Linked DNA regions of Mus musculus: region 2 is linked to region 1. Evidence: chromatin contacts called from public Hi-C data. All regions are on one chromosome and are shown on one strand. The core of a region is the stretch at or near the end of the contact, and the rest is flanking DNA. Distances in the headings are between cores, read along the strand shown.

What was found. A called contact is a pair of places that touch in the nucleus more often than the background predicts.
Region 2: a Hi-C map of Th1 cells shows a contact between it and region 1, with 4 times the contacts expected there. The contact joins the enhancer-like site here to the promoter of Il18r1 in region 1. A contact is called at or near these places in 4 of 39 promoter capture datasets (the HPC-7 cell line, HPC-7-derived erythroid cells, macrophages and 2 more), 2 of 15 datasets of contacts at CTCF or cohesin (CD8 T cells and the NIH/3T3 cell line), 24 of 484 Hi-C or Micro-C datasets (B cells, CD4 T cells, CD8 T cells and 17 more), 7 of 115 datasets of contacts at active chromatin or transcription factors (CD8 T cells, the HPC-7 cell line, Th17 cells and 4 more) and 4 of 9 other capture datasets (adipose tissue, liver, macrophages and 1 more).

What each region holds. Positions count from the first base shown.
Region 1 is chr1:40,462,110-40,467,345 of GRCm38.p6, forward strand. Il18r1 (interleukin 18 receptor 1) reads left to right here and starts at 3,897. Exons shown (of 11, transcript NM_008365.2): 1 at 3,897-4,248. It overlaps Il1rl1 (interleukin 1 receptor-like 1), which reads left to right. Exons shown (of 11, transcript NM_001025602.3): 11 at 1-3,306. The coding sequence ends at 60.
Region 2 is chr1:40,541,079-40,546,537 of GRCm38.p6, forward strand. It overlaps Il18rap (interleukin 18 receptor accessory protein), which reads left to right. Exons shown (of 13, transcript NM_010553.4): 10 at 809-960; 11 at 1,912-2,049. Among named protein-coding and RNA genes, the nearest start is that of Il18rap, 28 kb to the left of the region's middle. Within about 2 kb of position 1,258, at least 22 of the 459 cell types and tissues checked have an H3K27ac peak or open chromatin away from gene starts, as enhancers often do. A contact at or near this core is called in Th1 cells, Th17 cells and memory CD8 T cells, where this site is marked.

The DNA of each region.
Region 1 (5,236 bases), core at 2,647-5,146:
ACGGCATCTGTTGCGGCTCCGTTGAGTGGCAAGGCATGCTTAGACCTGAAACACTTTTGAGTTGAGAGCTGCGGAGTCCCAGCAGTAGGCACCGGAGTGCAGGTGTGCAGACTTGAAATGCCAAGGGTGGGGGCCCCAAGTCTCAGCTAAAGAGCAACTCTAGTTTATTTTCCTGGTTATGGTAGGAGCCACCCATCGTTTGTTTCCGGTTTCCTTTTCCTACTTCACTCTTGTGGCACAAGATCAACCCTGAGCTTTTTCCTTTTCTTTTATTTCTCTTTTTGTTCCTTCTTTTAAAAGCTTTTTAAAATTGATTATCTTATTTATCTACCTTTCAAAGGTTATCCCCCTTCCCGGTGCCCCCTCTACAAATCCCCATCCTGCTTCCCTCCTCCCTGCTTCTATGAGGGTGCCCCCCCACCTGCCCATCCACTCCAGCCTTACAGGCCTTGTGTTCCCCTATGCTGGGGCATCGAGCCTCCATAAGACCTCCCCTCTCATTCATCAATTATCTACATTCTGAATATCAAGCCGACACTTTTGTTTTTGTTTTTGATTTTTTGAGACAGGGTTTCTCTGTGTAGCCCTGGCTGTCTTGAAACTCACATTGTAGACCAGGCTGGCCTCGAACTCAGAAATCAGCCTGCCTCTGCCTCCCCGAGTGCTGGGATTAAAGGCGTGCGCCACCACGCCGGGCTAAGCCTACACTTTCAGAATAAAGTTCTGATTCACCTCAAAGAGCAGTCTCATTCCCAGAGGCAGAGAGCCGGAAAGAGCCTCCAATGTGCTTGTCCAGGCAGAGCTGACCTTATTTGCTTACCAGTCACAGGTAAACAAAGCGTTTCTCCGTGTTGCCTCTTGTAGACATCCCTGTAATAGATTAGGAAGGGAATGAGCCGTCCTACTGACCAGTTTGTGAATTGTGGTAGAAAAAGCGTTGACGTTTGTTAAATACTTGTTAGCAATGTAAACCTCATTCCTAACACACCAGAATTTCTTACTTTTTATTCGTCAATTACCGAGTTTTGTCAAGTCAGTATTAACAGATTTGGTCGAATACCTTACCCAAATTGCCATTACAGTCGAGCATGTTTTCAGTTCTAAATGCCTTTTATATATTTTTTATTCTTCTTAGAAATACTTCCTCACTTTAAAAGTAATGTAAAGATGTGTTAGAAAACATAAGGTGTAAGAGAAAGTATGATAAAATATAAAAAATAATAGAAAGGAAAGGAAATATAATGAAAATCATAACTCTTAAGATTAATTTTGGTAGGTCTGTATTTTAAAATATAATTAAATTTTATACCGATAACTTTTATAGCTGAGATTGTACACTACAGACTAGGCAGCTTTTCCTATTTACCACCATAATGAAAACTGGTGGCTGATTTCTTTAACATTCACAGAAGTTCCAAATGTCTCATTTTAGACTGTGCTGCAGACTATGGCTGAAGCAGCCAGAATGAGAAACAGGTCTGCCATGTCACATCGGGACATTTTCCTACTTACTGAAATGTATCTGTCACTGTGCGACAGCTAACTTTTGTGATACTCCTATGAAATGTGTAGGGAATTTGGACAGAACAGAATCAATCTATAGTCAGAGGTCCTCTGGACAGTCTTTTCCAGGAGCACACACAGACCGTGAGGTCCTAGGCACCCAGGAAACGGATCCAGAGCCCAGGCAAGTGTCTTACAGGTACCTTGAATTTTGCCAATAGATATGAGCCCTGCCTTAGCTGAGTTGCTCAGTCGGTGATGGGACTCCAGGCTGAGGTGACAATGAACACAGAATTTGGGAGACTCTTGAAAGGAGGGGAATGTTGAACTCACGGTCAACATATGAGGCTGCAGAGAAGCCGTATGCAGAAGTGTGTGTAGAGGATCTAGAGTAGCCCGTTTCTCTGGGGACAGTGTGCTCTTAGTCTGTACCCTTAGGCTGGGTTGCCAGGTAAACATTTGCTAGTGTTCAGTTCAAAGGCTGAAGCTTGAGCTGAGGGTGATGAGGAATTCAAACTTCCCCTCGCATGCATCCACCCTGTGGTTGCCTGGTTTGCTAAGTCCACCTGCTCTGCTGTAGTAGAAGGTTTTGATCTTCTGCAGCTTCATCTACTTCTTAGTGAGTTGCCAAAACTGACCACTGAAAAGCATGCTGTGTACATAACTGTCTCATGTCCCAGAACGTGCAATCAGGAGGAAGTCCTCACTCCCGATAACGGAATCCTTGCTCTGTGGCTGTGAGGACGTCCCTTAGCAACCTCAGATAGTAATTTTTCTTAGGTTGGATGGAACATAGTAACGTGCTGGATTCTTTGCTAACTGAAAATAGAAGTATTCGGATTTCAGAAAGAACTGGATAAATATTAATGTTGGTGATTATGAAATCTCATTGTGAGCCGTGTGAGTTTGAGTGTGTATTCCATGATTGTGCTGAATGAAGACCTCTAAAAATGAAATTCTCTCCAATCTCATCCCTGGGAATAGTTGCTTCCTCATGCCTGCTGCTCCATCCATGGAAAATGACTAAAGAGAATTATTATTTGTTCCCGAGATTCTTCTGATAAGTCTAAACTATTTGCATGTAATTGAGCTGGGCAGCATGGCACACTTGGGAGGCAGAGGCAGGTGGATCTCTGTGAGTTTGAGGCCAGCCTGCTCTACAGAGTTAGTTCCAGGACACCAGAGCTACAAAAAGAAAACCTGTCCTAACAACAACAGCAACAGCTGCAGCAGCAACAACAACAACAAAGAAAAAGAAGAGGAGGAGGAGGAAAGGAAAGAAGGAAGAAGGAAGAAGAAAGGGAAGAAATAATAGATTTTTCTGTAATGAACACACATATGCTTTGATGCTTTTGCTAAACTCAAAATATTAGTTTTATTTTACTGTTTTGAAAGGTTCAAAGCATGATCCATGTAAAAATGTCTTCTGTGGGGCTTTCTCCCATTTCTACTTTTGTTCCCCTCATTTCTTCAAAGTGCTTGTCCAGGCAGAGCTGACCTTATTTGCTTACCAGTTACAGGTAAACAAAGCGTTTCCTCGTGTTGCCTCTTGTAGCCATCTCTGTATTAGATTAGGAAGGGAAGGAGCCGTCCTACTGTCCAGTTTGTGAGTTCTGGTAGAAAGAGTGTTGAAGTTTGTTAAATGCTTGTTTTCCATGTATCAAAATGTTATGCCTTTCCTATTTATTATTGTATGACAAATTATTTTTCACTGGGCAAAAATAATTGTGCCATTGACTCCTTGTGTGTTTTCTTCATGTGTGTTTGAAGAGTTCTAGCTTATTAAAAAAAAAAATCTAGAAATACTGTTTGGCCTTCGTTTCTTTTGAACAGTTTAAAATCTCACTATAACTTCCCAATTGTGGCTTTCCACCCATCCAGGAGGCTGGGCATCCTGCGCTGGCTGGCACTATGTTGGCTCTGCGAGCCTGGCAGTCTCAAGGACTCTCCTCCCGCAGTGCAGGAGTCCTGGGTTCTCAGCGCCCTCTGCCTGAAGGGTGTGGCGCGCACAGGGCACACAGGTGGTTCTTGTGGTTGAGTAGACAGGCTGCAGGTTCCGGGAAGCCAAAGGCGGTGGCTGTGCCTCCCTGGAGGTCTGGCGGAGGAGTCAGCTGAGATCCAGGCAGGAGAACTCCAGGGGCTCTATCGCCTCAGCGGTGGGGTGTCGGGGTTAGTTCTGGGAACTGTGGAGCTCTTAGGTGAGCAGGGACATGCAGAGAAACCCTGCCAGGAGTACAGGTCTTCCCAGAACTGAAAGCTTGAGCGCTCCTGGGTGGAGCAGCCTGTAGCGCCCTAGGCTTCAGTCCCCCAGCTCTTAGGAGCTCCTCCCATCCCAGGCGGTGCCCACCTGAAACCTTAGCTTTTCCTTTCTTCTTCTTATTCTGATCTTCCTCTCCCAGCCCTCCACCTCCCTACCCCCGGTCGTTGGCTTCTTCTTCTTCTTCTTCTTTTTTTTTTTTCCTGCGATAATTCTCTGGTTTGCCAAATCTCTCTAATCAAGCTCCTGGCCTTGCCTCACTGTGCCTTCCCTCCCTGTCTGTTGTCACAGTTGTGGACCAGGAGGTATTTAGTCTCACTTGCTGGGCGAATCCTGCTTCACAGATGTAAGTGAAGGAGAAGCCACTGCCCAGGCCTGTGTGTGGGCCACCTCTCTGAAGGTAAGGGCAGACTCTGATGTCCAGTCCTCACTGTCTTCTGCTGTCTGGAGCAAGGAGAGGAACCACCCACAACGATCCTGAAAACAAGGTCAATTGTGAGTGGTGTGTATGTGTGTGTGTGTGTGTGTGTGTGTGTGTGTGTGTGTGTATAACTAGTGAGTACAAATGTATATGTTCTTTGTAGAGAGGTATGAACAGCTAAAACACAGCAACAGTTGATTTGTTCAGCTCTTACCCTCTGCTGACAATACACACAGGTGTGCTGTATTTTAGTTGCTTAATCCTCTTAGGAGACAAATGAAACAGGCAATATCAGGTTTAATAAATGGTGTGAGGGGAGAAATATTCAGAAATTTATCTAAGAACATCTTCAGTTATCGCATCAGTGAATGACCCATTTATGCAGATTTGGGGAATAGTTCACTCTCCCTCATGAGTACATGCATGTACATATGTGTGCACTGATGCATGCACAAGCGCCCACACACATGCATGTACACTCACACTCTTGTGCACACACTCGTGAGTCACACACACAAACACACACACACACACACACACACACACACACACACACACACACACACTGCAGTCACAAGAATATCTGCCTTAGGCACACATTATGGAAAAGCAGAGAGCCTTCTCCTGGGTACCTCACCAGGAAGTGGAGGTTGGTCCAGGAGCCCTGGAAGTGCTGTGTGTTAGGGTTGGCCTGAACTGGCAAGCTTCCTGACAATGCCAAACATCGTGTCATATTGCAAGGACGATAGGGTCCCAGAGGAGGGGGAGGGGGGGAAAGGGAACATGGTCTTCATGTCCGGATCCATGTTTGTGAAGGCACATTTTGGAAAATGGAGATAATAGCAGCAGGCATTTTTACGCTAAGTGTCGTGAGGTAGCAATGACTCTCCTTTCCTTACAGATGGAAAGTCAAATGTGCACACCTTTTTTTTTTTCTTAAAGCAGAAGTGCAAGGGTGTATTCAAGATCATTTTTGTTGGTTGTACCAGACTGATTCGCCTTTCTGCAGATGAAGTAAAACACCCATTGGAGACTGTAGCAAAAGGGACTGCGTG
Region 2 (5,459 bases), core at 8-2,507, 76 kb after region 1:
AATGATGATGTCACTACTGTGGCCAGCACCACTCTTCCTCCACTGAACTTTGCCCCTGACACTACCAAGTCAGGATGTTCATATCCTGACTCCTTAGAGTTTGTGTTGTGAGGAAGGAAGAGATTAAAGAGTCCATAGTCAGTGCTCAGCCAAGTACCTGGTAGCAAGCCTCAAGAGGAATTAGGTGTGGTGTGGTATGATGTGTGTGTGTGTGTGTGTGTGTGTGTGTGTGTGTGTGTGTAGGTGTGTAGGTGTGTAGGTGTATGTAGACATATGTGTACTTGCATTTGGAGGCTAGGGGTAAATCTCATCTTTCATTCCTCAAAGTTCACTAATCTTGTTTGGGGTTGGGGGTGGGGGGCAGAATTTCTTCCTGACTGAACTAGGCTGTCTGGCCACTGAGCCATACGGATCCACTTCTGTCTGCTTTCCCAATGCTGGCATTACACGTACACGCTACCACACCTGGCTTTTTACATGTGCTCCGGGGATTAAATTTAGGGCTTCATGCTTGGGAAGGAAACAGTCTACAGAGGGAGACTGTTCATAAATTATCAATATTCTTCATTCCCAAAGGGGGACTCTTACAGTGAAGTCCAGAGGAGGGCCACACGTAACTTGTGCTTTAGTGCAAAGCCTTAGCAGATTCCATCCATTGATGAAGAACAAGCCTCCTCTGTCTGTCTCTGATCTTTTACAGTCTTCTTACGAGAAATTCCTACTGGCTCTTCGTCAGCTTTCTGAGCACAGCTTCACGAATGGCAGTTGATCTTCCTGAGTGGGTGTGAATTTCCCCCTCCTTTTCTAGAATTCAATCCACTTTCAAGAATGAAGTCATTGAACGTACCATCTTCTTGAGAGAAGTTACCCAGAGAGATCTCAGCAGAAAGTTTGTTTGCTTTGCCCAGAACTCCATTGGGAACACAACACGGACCATACGGCTGAGGAAGAAGGAAGAGGGTAAGCCTAGAAGTTTGTTCCCAGAGATTGACAACTGTTCTTCTTGAAAGGGGAAGGGGCATTTTCCCAAAAAGAGCATCAGTGTTAGCTGTGAAAGCTTTCCAGACACTAAAGCACTTTGCCGTGGTAGTTCCTTTAAGGCCTTGACTATGACCATACAACTGACTTTGACCTGAGCTTTGTAACAACTAATTTGTGTGCAGAAGAACCCATTACTCAACTCACCCAGACTTTCTGTTCATGCTGTTGCCCATTCATATAGCCTTCCCACTTACTCATTCCCTAAAGCACTCAATTAACCTACTTATCCCTCTTGTACCTACAAGAATCCCCAGCCCCACCTACCCCCACCCACTGGGACAGCCCAGTGTGCAGACATCACTTTCTTTGCCATTTGCCCCTGCTGGCTTCCAGAGACCATGACAAGAACTCTGAGAAATGCCCATGAGGAACAGTTCCATCCTTAGCAAGATGTCCAGGGATGAGGTTGGGCCAATCATGGACTTGCTCAGTCGATGACTGGAACACAGTCCAGCAGAGTAAATGTCCTCTGGCCATAGTGTGACACTGTAAGTGTGCCATGACGGTAGCTTTCCTATGCAGATCCCTTATTTATAAGTTGAGTCATGGAGGGTGCAAGGTGCTGATGTGACTCCTAGTCTAGGAATGTTTAGACTTCCATGGGGATGAGCACCCGCAAATGTAATTTACAACAGGCAACAGGAAAGGTACAGATGAGCTCTATAGACATTTGTAGGAACAAAAATAGGTAAAATGACTCAGCATCGTAGGTCAGCTCATCAGGAATTTCCCATCAACCTGGCTCTCTAGAGTTAATTGTGGAAAATTCCATCCAGACTTGAGATGACAGAGATAGCAGCATGGCTTTCTATTACATAATAGGCTGTGTTGGTCTAGATGTGTTTGCTCAGATCTCTGTGTTTCCCTTAGTGGTGTTTGTATACATCCTTCTCGGCACGGCCTTGATGCTGGTGGGCGTTCTGGTGGCAGCTGCTTTCCTCTACTGGTACTGGATTGAAGTTGTCCTGCTCTGTCGAACCTACAAGAACAAAGATGAGACTCTGGGGGGTAAGAACACCCAGTGTGCCACTCCCTGTCTAAATGACAAGACACTGTTACTTAGTTATTCCCTATCTATTGGCTCTCTTTTCTTAGAACTGTCTTAGTTGTGATTTCACATGCCTCCTGCCAGCCAGAGCCCATGAGAAAAGTCAGAGGTAGCTAATGCCTGATAGGTAGTGTTTTATCTCGAAGGATTAGGTCCTTCCTCTTCTTCTTTTCCTCCTCCTCCTCTTCCTCTTTTTCTTCCTCTTCTTTTCCCCCTCTTCTTTTTCTTTTAATTTTTCTTCCTCCTCTTATCCTCCTTCTTCCTCCCCCTCCTTCTCTTCACCTTTCTCTTCTTCTTTTTCTTCTTTCTATTCTTCTTCTTCCTCTTCTAATTCTTCTTCCTCCTCCTCCTAGTCTTTCCTCCCCCTTTTCTTACTCTTCTTCTTTTTTCTTCTAATTTTCCTGCTCCTCTTCTTGTTCATCTTCTCCTCCTTCCTCTTCCTCCTCCTCCTCCTCTTCTTCTTCCTCCTCCTCCTTCCTCTCCTCCTTTTGCTCTGGCTTTACACCAGGAAAGACTGAAGAAACAATTCTAGCTCATTCTAGTTACCAGGAACCTTGTAGAAGATACTTTTGTGGGATTTATGGGACTTAGAAATATTCTCTTTGCTAACCAATCTGGGGTGATTCAGCAAGTGGCAGCTTTATATACCGCTCTCCTCATTCATAAAACAGGACTGTCGCAGCAGCAGGCAGAGGACAGTATGTGAGCTCACTGAGGCTAGACCTGGTTTGCCTTTAGACTGGTACCTAAGTATATAGAAACTCAGTATGGTCTGCGATGAATGTCACTTGAGGATGGGTCATATGCCCAGTCAGAGTATTGACTATTGCCATCTTCACAGTCCCCTTAGACAGAGAAAGATGAAGCCATAATCTTCGTATGAGACCACCCAAAGAGGCTGTGTCTTAACTTTGAATCTTTAAGTCTGGTTTTAGGAAACCCATCACCTGGGTTATTACCACATGAAAACAAGGCATGCCAGGTCAGGGATTTGTCCCAAACAAGTGTAAGTTGCACAAATTACAAGTCCTATTATTACCAATGACACTTCTGTTAATTCACCCACAAGACATGGTTGCAATACCCATCATGTTGTATGGGCTAGAATGCTGCTTTAAGCTTTGCTGGCTTCAGCAAGTCTCAGGTCAGTGTATTTGCAGTGTCAGTGACTGACTTTACTGCTTGGAGCAGAAGGTCTGCCTGCCGTGTAAGCACCTTCACTGGGAGGGTCCTCTGAGGCCAGTGGCTTTTGCAGGCTGAAATTACGGCACCAAGAAAAGAAAGTAAGAAGTGTTTCAGGTCTGAGTTCAGTTCCCCGCCCCCACAAACACACACAAACACACACACACACACACACACACACACACACACACACACACACACACACACACACCTGAACCAAGCTAAGAAAACTAGAGAAATACATGCATTTCATCTTATTTTAGATCGATTATTGATAACATCCTTTGAGTTCCATATAAGCCAACAGTGTTTTCAGAATTTTTGTTTGTTTAATTAGCCTTTTATATTTGTATGGAACAAATTCACTGAACCCCCCCCCCCCTAAGATTCTAGAGTTTAACAAAGCAGAGTCAGTTGATAGGGATCATTTAATTTTGTCTCATGTGATTTCACTTCTTGGTGATTTGCTCAGAACTGGGTTCTGGAGCACAGTGATTCAGCGCCCTCTGCTGGTCAAACGGATATTTATTTACAAAATGAAAGCCCAAGAGTTCATTGTGAATGTCTAAACTTCATTTAGAAAGAAATAACACTAGGAGGACATGTGTAGGTCCTCTAACACCACACTCTGTAAATTCATTGCTAAATAAGTTTATCTTTTTTTTGTTTTGTTTTGTTTTCCATTTTTTATTAGGTATTTAGCTTATTTACATTTCCAATGCTATACCAAAAGTCCCCCATACCCACCCACCCCCACTCCCCTACACACCCACTCCCCCTTTTTGGCCCTGGCATTCCCCTGTACTGGGGCATACAGAGTTTACGTGTCCAATGGGCCTCTCTTTCCAGTGATGGCCGATTAGGCCATCTTTTGATACATATGCAGCTAGAGTCAAGAGCTCCGGGGTACTGGTTAGTTCATAATGTTGTTCCACCTATAGGGTTGCAGATCCCGTTAGCTCCTTGGGTTCTTTCTCTAGCTCCTCCATTGGGAGCCCTGTGATCCATCCATTAGCTGACTGTGAGCATCCACTTCTGTGTTTGCTAGGCTCCGGCATAGTCTCAGAAGAGATAGCTACATCTGGGTCCTTTCAATAAAATCTTGCTAGGGTATGCAATGGTGTTAGCGTTTGGATGCTGATTATGGGGTGGATCCCTGGATATGGCAGTCTCTACATGGTCCATCCTTTCATCTCAGCTCCAAACTTTGTCTCTGTAACTCCTTCCATGGGTGTTTTGTTGCCAATTCTAAGGAGGGGCATAGTGTCCACACTTCAGTCTTCATTCTTCTTGAGTTTCATGTGTTTAGCAAATTGTACCTTATATCTTGGGAATCCTAGGTTTGGGGCTAATATCCACTTATCAGTGAGTACATATTGTGTGAGTTCCTTTGTGAATGTGTTACCTCACTCAGGATGATGCCCTCCAGGTCCATCCATTTGCCTAGGAATTTCATAAATTCATTCTTTTTAATAGCTGAGTAGTACTCCATTGTGTAGATGTACCACATTTTCTGTATCCATTCCTCTGTTTTATCTTTTGATTTATAGAAAACTCTGGGGTTTTTACAAAACCCTGGGAGGGTCAGAGGTAGATATGGTGTGTTACACATTTTTATTTTTATTTTGCTTTTAAAATCATTTCTATTGATATTCATCCACCCTTCCTTTTACCCTTCCCCCTCCTCAGTAAAGTCAATCTCACTTTTTAACCCTTTCTGCGTACTGGCGTGTCCTACTATCCTCCTCTCTGGAACTTCTTCTTTACTCTTATCTCAAGGTCTCATCATTAAACACACCAGCACTTACCTACAGGCCACACCTCAGAGTCTCCTCCTTTCTATATGGGCAGTCGAGTACCTCACAAACTAGCTTCTATAGCTTTGGGGGCTCTGAGCCTCCTGTTTTATTTGTGGATGGTAGCCAATCCTCTGGGCATCTCTTTTAGCAAGCACACTGCTGAACGGCCTGAGACACTACTTGTGGCCTGAGACACTAGTTACATCTAACAACACTGTAGATGGAGGTTATGGAATGACCTGAAATATAAACTACAGCTGCTCCATCCCAAAACGTGTGAGTTAATGTGTGAGTTTTCTGTCTCTTCGAGGTAGTTTTTTTATTTCAGCATATCCCAACAAATCTTCCTGATAATATTATCAACAGAAGTACAAGAGACCTGTACAGTG